Linked DNA regions of Mus musculus: region 2 is linked to region 1. The links are chromatin contacts, called in public Hi-C maps. All regions are on one chromosome and are shown on one strand. Each heading gives the region's core, a stretch centred on a gene start, on an enhancer-like site or on the middle of the called end of the contact. The rest is flanking DNA. Distances are from core to core; before and after follow the strand shown. Region 1 has its middle 75 kb from the start of Gm30820. Region 2 overlaps Gm30906 (a long non-coding RNA gene).

Region 1 (5,801 bases), core at 869-3,368:
ACCTGCAAAACCTGCTCCTCTCCGGTTTTTTTCCATCCTGATGCTTAGACCAACAATCTAGGACAGGAACATGAGTCTAAGCCCTTCCGATAGACTCAGGTTATCTGTCAACTCCACACCCAACATGTATCCCGAAGCAATCACTTCCTGCCCTCACGTGACTCCCTCTGCAGTTCAGAACACACTACCTACTGGGTCTTTCTGCACCCTGCCTTGTCCAATTAGGACCCATGCTTCTCATGCAACTGACATTCTTTGATGAACATAAGTCAGATCTTGTCTATCCCTGCTTAATATTCTCGTAGTGTCCCTGAAACTTACAGAAAAGCTCAGTTTTAGAACCTTCCGTGACTTAGCCATGCCCTTCTCCTTCCCTGATCTCCTATAATCTGTCGTTTCTCCCTCATTCAATTGTCTCGTAGGCACACTATACTCCTGTGTTCTAAATACTCTTGCCTCTGCTTACCCGAGATGAGAAACCCCAGTTATCCATGAGATACTGTTCTCAAATGCTGGCTCCTTCCTCACCTGAGCTCCCGGCTTTGCTGTCGCTTCTTTGTAAAAGCTTTCATGATTACAGTGCCTAGACCACCTCCATCACAACACTCCATTTTTGTGTGTGATGGTATTTAGCATACTTTCTGACTTGTTCATTAGCTGGTTTTCTTTTCAAATTATTCATTTTATTCTATGTGTATGAATGTTTTCCCTGCATGTACATATGTGCACAACATACATGTCTAGAGTCAGAGAGACTAGAAGGGTAAGTTAGATCCCTTGGAACAGGAGTTACAGACCGTTATGACTGCATCTGAACGCTGGAAATCAAACTCGGGTGATCTACAGGTTATTATAACTGCTAAGCCAACCCTCTAGACCCAATGGCTCAAATTTTTTATTGGACTCTCTCCCTTCATGACAACATGAGCTATACAAGGTATATTGCTGGATTTACTGGTGGAATTCAAACTATTTAACAATAGGTATGGCATAAACTCTAGCACATCAGAATAGATGCTTCTTTGAGCACTAAGTAGTGGCTGGATATAGTATTCTTATACCTATTGGCTCCATAGAGAATAACTCTTAAAAAGGTCAGTTCTTGCTGACTCATTCTTGCTTAGTTTTGTTGTTCTGTCATGAACCTAAATCTGTATTACTAACCCACCCTGAGTCTCAGCTTCTTTATTCCCTTCATATTAGCTACCATATCTACTTTCATAGGTTAATTCTCCAGGGATGGGGGACTGACTAATACTCTTTATAATTTTATGGTATAGCTCAGCTTGGACATGCTCTCTTCTTGCCTAGCCCCCCTGAGTCTTAGGGTTACAGGTATGTATCACTATGTCTGGCCACTCTTGTCAATTTTAATTGGCATAGTAGTTCTAGACTTTGGGTAGAGTCTGGTTTCTCTCTGAAATCCTTTACCAAGTCTATCCTGAACCATGTATATGTGTCTAGAGATGGCTCATCATGAGAGAGGTAACAGGAATCAATTTGCCAAGCTCAAAGTTCAGGTATTATTGCATCCAGTTGTCAGGTCTTGAGTCAATCACTTAACTTCTATTCTATCTGTAGATAGATATACAGTAATAATATGCCCCACAAGTGGCAGTGAACAGTTCCAAATAGAACAGGTCAGAGTATCTAGCCAGTTACACCCTGGGAGATGATCAAGGAGTACTAGTCTCATGTTGCCTGACCCTACCCTTTAGCAGTCCTATGAAGATCAAATGAGATGACATATATGCTCTGCTCTGTAAAGCCTGTGCATTGATCAGATCATTGATGCTATCTCAAAAAAATAAGCTATCCTAGAGTTGAGAATACAGTTTGCTTTCCAGGAATCATAAAGAGCCAGGTGTGGTGGTTAATCCTAATTAATGGTCAAGTTGATTGCATTTGAAAAAAAAACCACTTAAGAGATTAGTGAAGTACACTTCTGGGGTGTATTGGTAATGGAGTTCCTAGAAACAATTAGAGAGGGATAGACACCTAACCAAAGATTTAATCTATTGATGGGTAAAAAACTTAACACACTTATAGGAGGTGGTGGAGGCGGGGAGCCTGACTAGAGAAAGTAGGTCACTTGGGGCATGCCATTGAAAGATACATCTTGTCTATCCCTTTCTATTACTGCTCTCCCTGCCCCCACCATGGCCTACTTTCTGATGAAACCAAGTCAGAATAAATCTTTCCTCTTCTGAATTTTTCTCTCAGTAATTTGTAAGAGTGACATAGAACTAATAGACACAAGCTGAAAAAATATGGCAGGAGCCACTGTGGGAAGGCCAGTGTTCCATCCTAGAAGTCCATGCTTTGCTGATTTAGCCTCACAGCAAAGCAAAACCCAGCAGCATTTGGGGAGCACTGTGTCTGTATTATACAGCCTGCAGAAAGCTAAAACATCAACCTACTGGATACCTACAGAGGGATTTGCTGCTGGGTTCAATGTTTCCAAAGTAACACAAACACTTCATCTTTTAGCTCTGCTCTCAAACCAGTGTATCTCCATTTATCTGAGAACAAAGTTTATCCAGATTCTGGTCTCCGCTGACTAAGACTGTCTCATCTTTTAACTCAGCCAGGCACTTTCTGTTTCTGTCTTCTGCTTCCACCCAGCGCAGCAGCATCCTCAGATGGGTGTAAACCACATCCTAAACAGCCCCATGGACCTGGGCTTTCAGCATGCGCATATGGAGGTAGAGAGCGACCCCATTCAGCTCATAGCTGCTAGCAGTCAGGCCTTTTCCGGAAGCTCTGCTGATTACAGTGATTCTGGCCAGAGGAGCTGGGGAAAGGAAGACTGAAGGAGTCTTTACATCCATCACTTAGCTCGGAATGTGTGCAGCACATCAAAGTTTTCTGACCAACACACTACAAAATGGCTTCTTCTCCTTTAACTGGCCACTCTTACTAACTATACACTAAGTTGTTTAAACTGTTCACTGAAGTCTTTGGTGCGTTCTGAGTTTACTGTTTTGGAACAAATCCCATTTCCACAGCCTCTGGATTGCTAGACTTCTTTGGAGAACAGGGTGAGAATGGGTTGTAGAGACAACGTCTCCATTGAAATCCATCTTCTGTGTACATGCCCTGCAAAGTCAAGACAGATACTACATTTTCCAACCCAGATTCTTGATAAGCCCCTCTTGAGGCAGAGGAGGAGGAGAGAGAGGAGAGAGGAGAAGGAGGACAGGAGTAAGAGGACACATTCCAAGGGTTTTGTTGGGAACTGTTACAGTGTACAGTACAAGGCTGTGAAGGGCTCAGCACAATACCAAGTACACTGATCATCAGAGACTGGCTCTGTCTGTAGTATTTTCCTGTTTAGCTCAGGATAGGTGAAAGCCTACTTGGTGAATCCAGCCAAGCACATTCATTTGCATATCGCTCACTCCTGGCTACTCTCCTTACAGTTGCTGAGCAGCATCACAGCAAAACAGTCAGTATGGCTGCAGTATGCGACCCATTATACGCAAAACTTGACAACCTTTGGACTCATTTAGCCTGCTTCATCTTCTCCCCATCACCGCCATCAAGAAAAGCCTCCACTAGGGACAGGGCTTCTAATACCTTTTCAATATTTCTTTCTCAGTCTTTGCCAAATCTTTTGTACTCTTAGCCAGTTTGAAATGGAGAGTGTAATTCCCAGACTCCCTTTGCTATCAGAAGTGGCCATATGACTGAATCCTGCCCAATGGGATGCAATTGAATATTTTATGCATCCCTTGAAGAAAGCATCCTGAAGGGACTTCTCTGCTCTCTTTCTTGAAGCCTAAAATGCTAAATGCAGTGATGACCAAATAGGAAAATGGAAAACATGTTCTCATCTTAGAACACGGTGTGACCTTGAAAATGAATGTTATATTTAGCAGAACTGAGACTGGAAAGCCTAGGTCTCTGATCTTTGAGGCATACTATCTGGTAGAATATGCATTGTGTTAAGTTGTTTACTTGGAGTCTTCTCTACTCAAGTAAAAATAGTCCCCCAAAATATATTAAATAAACCAAGCAAGAAAGCTGATTATGGCGCCCCCTGGCCTCTGCTTGACACTCCCAAGAAAAACTCTTTGTGGTCAAATTGGCCCTTGGATACATTGGTTTGGGCAACATGGAACCACTTATTCTTACAGAAGGCCAACATCGCATTGCACATGTTTAATATTTACTCAGAAACAAAAGACTTACACTCATTCAAAGAGAAAAAAAGATTTCTTAAAATGCTTATTCAGGGAAAAAAGATTAATGTAGATTAACTATTAAATAGGGGGATGGATAAAGGAAAGAAGCATTAAGTTCAAGTCTTCCCATCAAGGGACTGTCTCCTTAGACATAAGCTTCAAGCTGGAAGAAGATAGGGAAGAGAGGATGCCATCTTCTTACAGATGAGCATGCTGAGGCTGGGAAATGAAACCCATTCTGCTGCTGAGCAGACCTAAACTCCATCTGGTCCAGCTCTCTCTCCATGTGCTGTTGATGGAGATGAACCTAGGACAGAGTTTAATCCTTTGCAGCAAATCAAACATAGGAGACAGGAAATAGCCAATGTGTCTGTGTAGAGGCTCTAGGATCTTGAGCTCTGAGTCTGTTTGGTGAACTTCTCCATGGAGAGATCTGACGAATGCTCACTAATGAGCAAAGAATGGAAACCGGGGGCTTTTTAGAATGCCATTAAAATCCCTGACTGCAGAGAAAGAGACCGCTAACAGTTTGCCAGATTTATAAAAGAGAGGCAGTGTCCAGGCAACTTGTGGACTTTCTTTCTCATCCACATAGCCTTCCCTTATGAACTGTCCTTCATTACGACTTTCTCAGATGCTAGCAATTTGTCTCTGAGGATTACTGGGAGTGGGAGGGGGACCCACAATAGCCAGAAGGTCAAAAGGACCACACAGAACATTCTAGTCTCCAAACCACCAGAAGCCAGGGACTCCGAAATTTCACTGGTAGAAAAGGTCTCATCCAAGTGAGGCAAGTCCACTCACCATAATTGCACACACACAAGGGCATGCTTGATTAACTTGTTCACGCACACTCGTGTACTAAGTACTAGGTCAAGTTGGAAAGTACACACTGCCATACAAGTTCACACAACTGTATGTGATATTATCTTACTGTGTAGATAAAGACATGGAGGGAATCATTAAGACACTGAAGAACTTGCCCATGTTATGCAGCTAGGAAAGTGATCTTGCTGGGATTCTAGCTGTGTTTGTTCATTTAAAACCTACTCTTTTCTTTTTCATTCTGCTGGCCATTAGTCCAAGGTGGATGAGACATGACTAGTCACTGAATACATTTGTCTCACTGAGACACTTAGAAGAGGTGTTTGTTTGTTTGTTTTTAATTTTGTTTTATGAGGAAGAGCTTTATAAGTTGAACACTTCTGCTTGTTCCCCTTGATCCAGGGTGGATCTTTACCTCTCCCTCCTCTTCTCCAAATCCAATCCCCACTTTCAACCCCAGCTGTATAGTGGACCACATGCTCTGGCCCCTCCTCCCTCTTTGCCCCAATCTCCAGTGGATCACACAGATCTTCTCTTTTCAACCTTCCTTTCCCCAACCCATCTCTTTACCTCAGCCCCAGGATCCAGCAGGCATTCCCTAGGAGCCCACCAACCACACTTGCCAGAGAAGCAAGTAGGCCAGCTAAGCAGCTGGCTTTAGCCAAGTAGGCAAGCTTCAGATTTTTCCTCTTCCTCCTCTCCTCCAAATCCAATGCCACTCCCAAAGTCTCATTCCCAGCTCTGTAGCAGACTACCTGTTGTAACTTCATCTCCCTCTCTACTCCCCAT
Region 2 (5,789 bases), core at 3,237-5,736, 130 kb before region 1:
GCTGGTGCCCTCCAGTCCTCAAACCTTGTAAAATGGGTTGGAGAGATGATCCAGCTGTTAGGGACCTGTACTGCTTTATTATGTACTGGGGCATGTATAAATAAAAATAAATAAATCTTTTTTAAAGTCAGGTGTGGGGGGGGGTGCACTAAAGAAACTGCCAACATGACAGCTGCATGGTATGGGGAAGGGGGAGGTGGTTTGTTTTGTTTTTTATTGTGAACTATGAGATAAAGAACAGCCAGAGGCTCTGGAAGAGTACAGAGTACAGAGAGAAAGTAGACTGACCATGGCCAGTAGACAGGAATAGAGAATGGCAGGAATAGACATGGCAGTAGTAGGGAATAGAGAAGAGAGAAAGCATAGAGAAGAGCTGAGTTGTAAGAAGGGTGAGCAGCTGGGAAGGGGGAGGGCTGGGAGACTGGTGGAGGGGTTTGTGGGAAGGGACTGAGGGACCCTGGGGGCTAGCACAGACCTCAGTATGCTGACAGGCACCACAGGTTAACTGGAGAACCGTGATTCCTTTGGCCGGAGGTAAGAGGAATGACTCCTCTTGGTAGACGTGAGCCGGTTTTACAAGTTCTACAAGGATGCTGGCTTTTATCTAACCACCTGAAAGCCTCCCAGACTTCACATTGAGCTGGTGTCTGAATACTTGGACTGACTTTTGGAGTTTGGGGAATTGAGTTTCCTTTTGGACCTGACCTGACCTGACCTGACCAGGCACCATGGCACATGTTTGTAGTCCCACTGGGGTTGCAGCAGAGACAGGAATGCTGGTCACTGGGCCTCTCTTGAGAAACCTGCCTCAGGAAGGAATGAAACAGAGGGTAAACATGGCTGTCACTGTGCCTGCCAACCTGAGTTTGATTCCCAGAAGCCATGGTGGAAGAAAAGAACTGAATCCTAAAAGTTGTCCTTTGACCCCTACAAATACCATGGCACAGGGATGTTCCCCTCTGTACATGGATATACACAATAACAATAAGTAAAATCTGAACTTGAAAATGTGGCTAGCACTTGAGAAACAACACTCTGTTGTTATCCTCTGGCCTCCACGTGCAGGCATACAATACACACACACACACACACACACACACACACACACACACACACACACACCGAGATAAAAACTGGCCATCACTGGAAAAGCGTCACTGGCAGGCCACAGCACTCCAGGAACATTTTAGTTAAATACTTTAAAAATCCAAAAAGAAAAAAAAATGTGAAGAGGGAGAAGCCTGCACGAAGGGAATCTTCCACTGAGAGAACCAGGCAGGTAGGTTTCATAAATCAGATGTCCCCCTGCTCTGTGGTGTGTGGGATGATTTACCGAGGCCATAAAGGGAATTCAAGACGCAAGTGAGAGACACTGTGGACACCCAGAAGTAGGATGATGCAGAGGACACAGAGCTCTGGGGGAGCAGGGTTCACAGCTGCCTTAGGCCCAGGGGTGACCAGAAACAGTCTTCTCAAGCATGAGAGAGTCATCGGTACCCTTGTCACATGGCTGGTAGGCACAATTGAATGATATTGTCAAGGGGAGGCAGCTCTGACACTCACGTGTTTCATTGGGGTTTAGGAGGCTCGGGGGAGGCACTTCCTGCCGAGTGTGCCGTACTCTGTAAAGCTTCACCACCGAAAGAAAATCACCACAGATAAAGTAAATAAAAATGATTCCAGAGGAATACTAACCAATTAGCACATTCTTTCGGTTCAAGAAACCATAACTCATCTTGGACGCTCGGTACATCCTAGCAGAGTACTAGGAGAAGAAAGAGTGCTCAGTTTGGGGGTGGGGGTGGGGGTTGCCTTCACTATGAAGCCTCCGATAGCCTTACCTGGTGGCATTCCCCTCTTAAACCCAAAGGAAAGAATGGTATCAAGTTGTAGATTCTAAGTCAGAATTTTGGCATGACACTCAGGGCACAGATTTCAGAGCTATGTTCTCCTTGGACTAGGATAAGACAGTGTCTACAGAGCAGGGACTGCGGACTCTGGGACATGTGGACCAAGAAAAAAATGCTTAGTGGAGGGGAAAGGGCATATGCTCAAAGTACATTGCATATGTGTATGGACATACCCTAATGTGGCCCATTATAATAGCCTAATTTAAAAAATCTTAATGAAAACAGAAAATGTATATATACACATATGTGTGTATATATATATATATATATATATATATATATATATATATATATATATTGCTTTTTTCCGCCCCATTCAAGTAAAAAGAGGAGCGAGAGAAGGAGGGAGGGGGAAGATGAGAGAGAAGCACTAGCTATTACAATCATGATTTTGAGAAAAGAATGAGCCATTTAATACCCAAACATAATCCCCCCAAATAAGAGGAGATGAGATGAATTCACATCTGTGAACAAAGTCACTTGTTTTATCTTCTCCAAGACAGGCATTAACGAACCCCTGCCTGGCACAGCAAAGAACAAGGGCTTTATGAAAACCTAAGTTTTAATACCAGCTCCACCTCCTGTTAGCCATGACAGGTTCCTTCAAGTCCCAAAGACATGGGTTTTTGGTGGAGTTTCCTTGAAGGCTAACCAGGAAGAGAAAACAATGCAGGCACCTGGGGCTTAGTGAAATAGCATGTGCACTCCTCTACCCTCAGGTCCAAGGCTGTCTATGGGGGTGGGGATGATGGTATTGAGGACAAAGGGAAGCTGGTCTCAATGTTCCTACACCCAGCAAGAAGGCTGCTCCTCTTTTCAATCACAAACCACTTTTGCCTGGTCTCCTGTTGTGGCATCTGGTCTTCTTCTTGTTAAGGAGTTCCATAGAGCCTGGTATTATCCAGAAGACAGAAGAGCTAGGTTACGTGGTCCTCAGGGTCCTGCACACCCTGGAGTTCTCTAGGGAAAGTGCTGGAAGCCCCAGGAAACCTGTCATTTTGATGTACAATGAAATTGATTTGTTTGTGGGTCGCACAGGCAGATGGCATAAGTGTTGCCAAAAAAAAACAGGAGGATTTGTCCACAAGCAGCTCTTATTTACTGTAGACCTTTTTAGTTCAAGATTTATGTCGGAGTGCAACATGCGACTATAAAATGTAGAGAGAGTTAGGCCTGATCACACCCCTGACCACCTCCTGGGCAGGAGGATGATATATAGCTCTTCCAGGAGAGGCTGAGATGCTGATGCTTAGCTAGAGACAGAGTGATTTAATCCCCTCCCCGAGACCTTTGGAAACACCACTCCAAATGTCCATTTACGCAGAATTAGATCCGAAAGTCTGGCTCTATCTCACTAGAAACAAAAGAGGAGCCCTAACAAAGGGTCTTCTCCGGGGGCCCTTTAAGAAGTGACTTGAACTATCTGTCAGCAAACCTCAACCGTGACTTTACTCTTCATATATCTATTCCTTGGTTTCCCACTGGGAATTATGATTTATTCTACTCTTTTTCTCTCTGACAAGACTTTGGTAAAGATCAAAGAAATCTATAAATTTGAAAAGTTCACAGCTCTTGTGCAATGTGGTACAAGTTTAATCCTGGTGCTTTTAGTGGAATTTCAGTGTTCTGTTTTTAAAGACAGCATGCCATTATGTATCCCTAGCTGCAACTCACTAGATAGCCCAGGCTAGCATCACACTCACAGAGAGCCACCTGCTTCTGCCTCCCGAATGCTGGGGTTAAAGATGAATAGCAACAAGCTCGGCAGCTTATTCGTTCTTTAAAGATCTAAAGTCTAAATAAAAACACTTAATGAAAAGAAAGCTTGCCCAAGTCCCTGAGAACTCACCGAGGACTTGGCTACCAGTCTTGGCATCCACAGAAATTATACAGGTTCTCTGGCACTAAGAAAATCAGGCAACCCATACTCCATTCTCCCTCTAAATCCAGTTCTAGCCTATGGGCCCTCCCGGCCCTTGTGTCTAGAGAGGCACATCCTCTTGTGGTCTCTTCAGCCTCACCACTATCTTCTCCAAGCAGGATTTCTCAGGCACTTCATTTTTTGTCCTGAACACAAAGCAGATGCCTCCTTAAAGAGTGCGGAGGTGCCTGCTACTAAGGCAATACCACCTAGGCATAAGAGTATTGTTACCAACTGTGATCCAAGTAAGCCAGTGGATATCAGAATGTGCCCTGGTCACATTCCAGTGGCAGCAGCAACAGTATTGCCAAGCAGCTTGCTAGAGATGCTAGCACAGTGGCCACAGCCACGAGTCAATACTCCGAAGAGCAATCCAGCAACCTGTGTTTTAGCCCAGGTCTCTGGAGATCCTGATGCAGCAGAAGTATGAGATTGGGTGAACCTTCCAGGCTTCAGCAAAAGCCTGGTGTTGGGGACGAGGAGAAAGTAATTTGAACACGAGTTCTACCCTTATGGCTTGACACAAGCAACCAGAAAATTCACAAACCTGAAGTTTTAGGGTGAGTCAATGAACACAGGTTTAGCCTGTGTTTCTAACGATGCTGGAGAGGAAGGAGAGACAGCAGCCTAAGCAGCATGCAGAGAGAAGGAGTTGGCCCAGGGCCCAGTTCTTAGGCCTCCAGGTGCGGTTGGGGGTTCCCCACCCCACACTCACTCTTGGGTGGAGGGTGATTAATGGGTATATTTCATGATTTAGGCCTACAGTCTACAGGGCTCACAGGGAGAACTCAGTGTGGGCTGGAGAAGCTGAGGACTGTGGCTGGGCCCCTTTACAAAGCAAGAACTGGACAAGCAGAGATTTATGGGCTTTCTCTCTCTCTCTCTATTTTGGTAACATTCCACACTGTGTGGGAGATGGTGGGTAGCTAGCTCTTTAGATAGCAGACACAGATTCCACTTGCCTGAAGGTGGAAGCCTCATCTCACCAGTCAACCTAGGTTTAGAGTGATGCCTCACATCTCATGTGAAGTTGGGACAGAGCTCTTGTGTCCCTCTGAGAGTGGTCCTAGCAGGTCCCTGGTCCTGATTGGCCCAGTTGACCAAATGAGAATAATGTCCACCTTGTGCCCCATCTTGCTCTTCTCTTGGCTCCCTTGTTTCTGCTTCTTGGACTTGCCTGGTGCTCTTCTGCCTGTCCTTCATGCTCATTGGCCCTTGCTGCTGCTGTGTGTTTTGCGGTTCCACCCACCCACATCGTGTGTCCCCAGGCCAAAGACCTTCTAAGTAGTCATAGGCTTGGATTTGGGCCGGTGGTGTGGATGAAAAGAGAGGGGGCAGTGAAAAACCTGGCACACCTCACAACTAATTGATTAAATTAAACAAAGAAAGAAGACGGGAAAAGAAAGGGACAGCAGAGCTTTTCGAGATCCCGAAGGGTGACCCAGTTACTTACACAGGTGTTCAAAGTTCTCTTTCAACAGTCAGGGGAGCTCTAAGGAAACCATCTAACTGTTCATAAGTGGCTCTATTAGAGCTTTGGTTAAACCTAGGATAAAACATCGTACATCCAGCTAGTGAAATGGTAAGATGAACTAGTCAGCAAAAGCAGAGGTTGACTGGCTTGGCTAGAATGTCAGTGGATCTTCTCAGAAATGTCATCACAGATTTATGGAGAGAGAAGCTACAGTGGGTGAGATGTAAAGGTGCTAATTGGAATGCAAACTCAATAACTGAACAGCAGGGCTTCCATGGAGACTAAAAAAATAATATTAAAAAATGTTCATGTCCCATGCAAACTAAATCCAATTATAATCACACAGCAAGTTATGACCCACGTGCCATGGCTTCATCAAATTCAGTGTTTCTGTCTCCTGGAGGAGGTGGGGACACAAGTGTCTAAAGGTCTCTTAGCATTTGATGGCTGAAAACCTAGAACTTTGACACTGATTAGCAAAGCA

Evidence for each region. Hi-C and Micro-C count contacts between places; a contact is called where the count stands out from the background.
Region 2: a Hi-C map of the MNK3 cell line shows a contact between it and region 1, with 2.5 times the contacts expected there. The contact joins two enhancer-like sites. A contact is called at or near these places in 1 of 15 datasets of contacts at CTCF or cohesin (CD8 T cells), 11 of 484 Hi-C or Micro-C datasets (CD8 T cells, the HPC-7 cell line, LSK cells and 8 more) and 4 of 115 datasets of contacts at active chromatin or transcription factors (the HPC-7 cell line, astrocytes, memory CD8 T cells and 1 more).

What each region holds. Positions count from the first base shown.
Region 1 is chr10:8,052,353-8,058,153 of GRCm38.p6, reverse strand. No RefSeq gene overlaps it. Among named protein-coding and RNA genes, the nearest start is that of Gm30820, 75 kb to the right of the region's middle. Within about 2 kb of position 2,118, at least 47 of the 459 cell types and tissues checked have an H3K27ac peak or open chromatin away from gene starts, as enhancers often do. A contact at or near this core is called in CD8 T cells and the MNK3 cell line, where this site is marked.
Region 2 is chr10:8,180,693-8,186,481 of GRCm38.p6, reverse strand. All of the region lies in intron 1 of Gm30906 (a long non-coding RNA gene), which reads right to left. Among named protein-coding and RNA genes, the nearest start is that of Gm30906, 7.5 kb to the right of the region's middle. Within about 2 kb of position 4,486, at least 12 of the 459 cell types and tissues checked have an H3K27ac peak or open chromatin away from gene starts, as enhancers often do. A contact at or near this core is called in CD8 T cells and the MNK3 cell line, where this site is marked.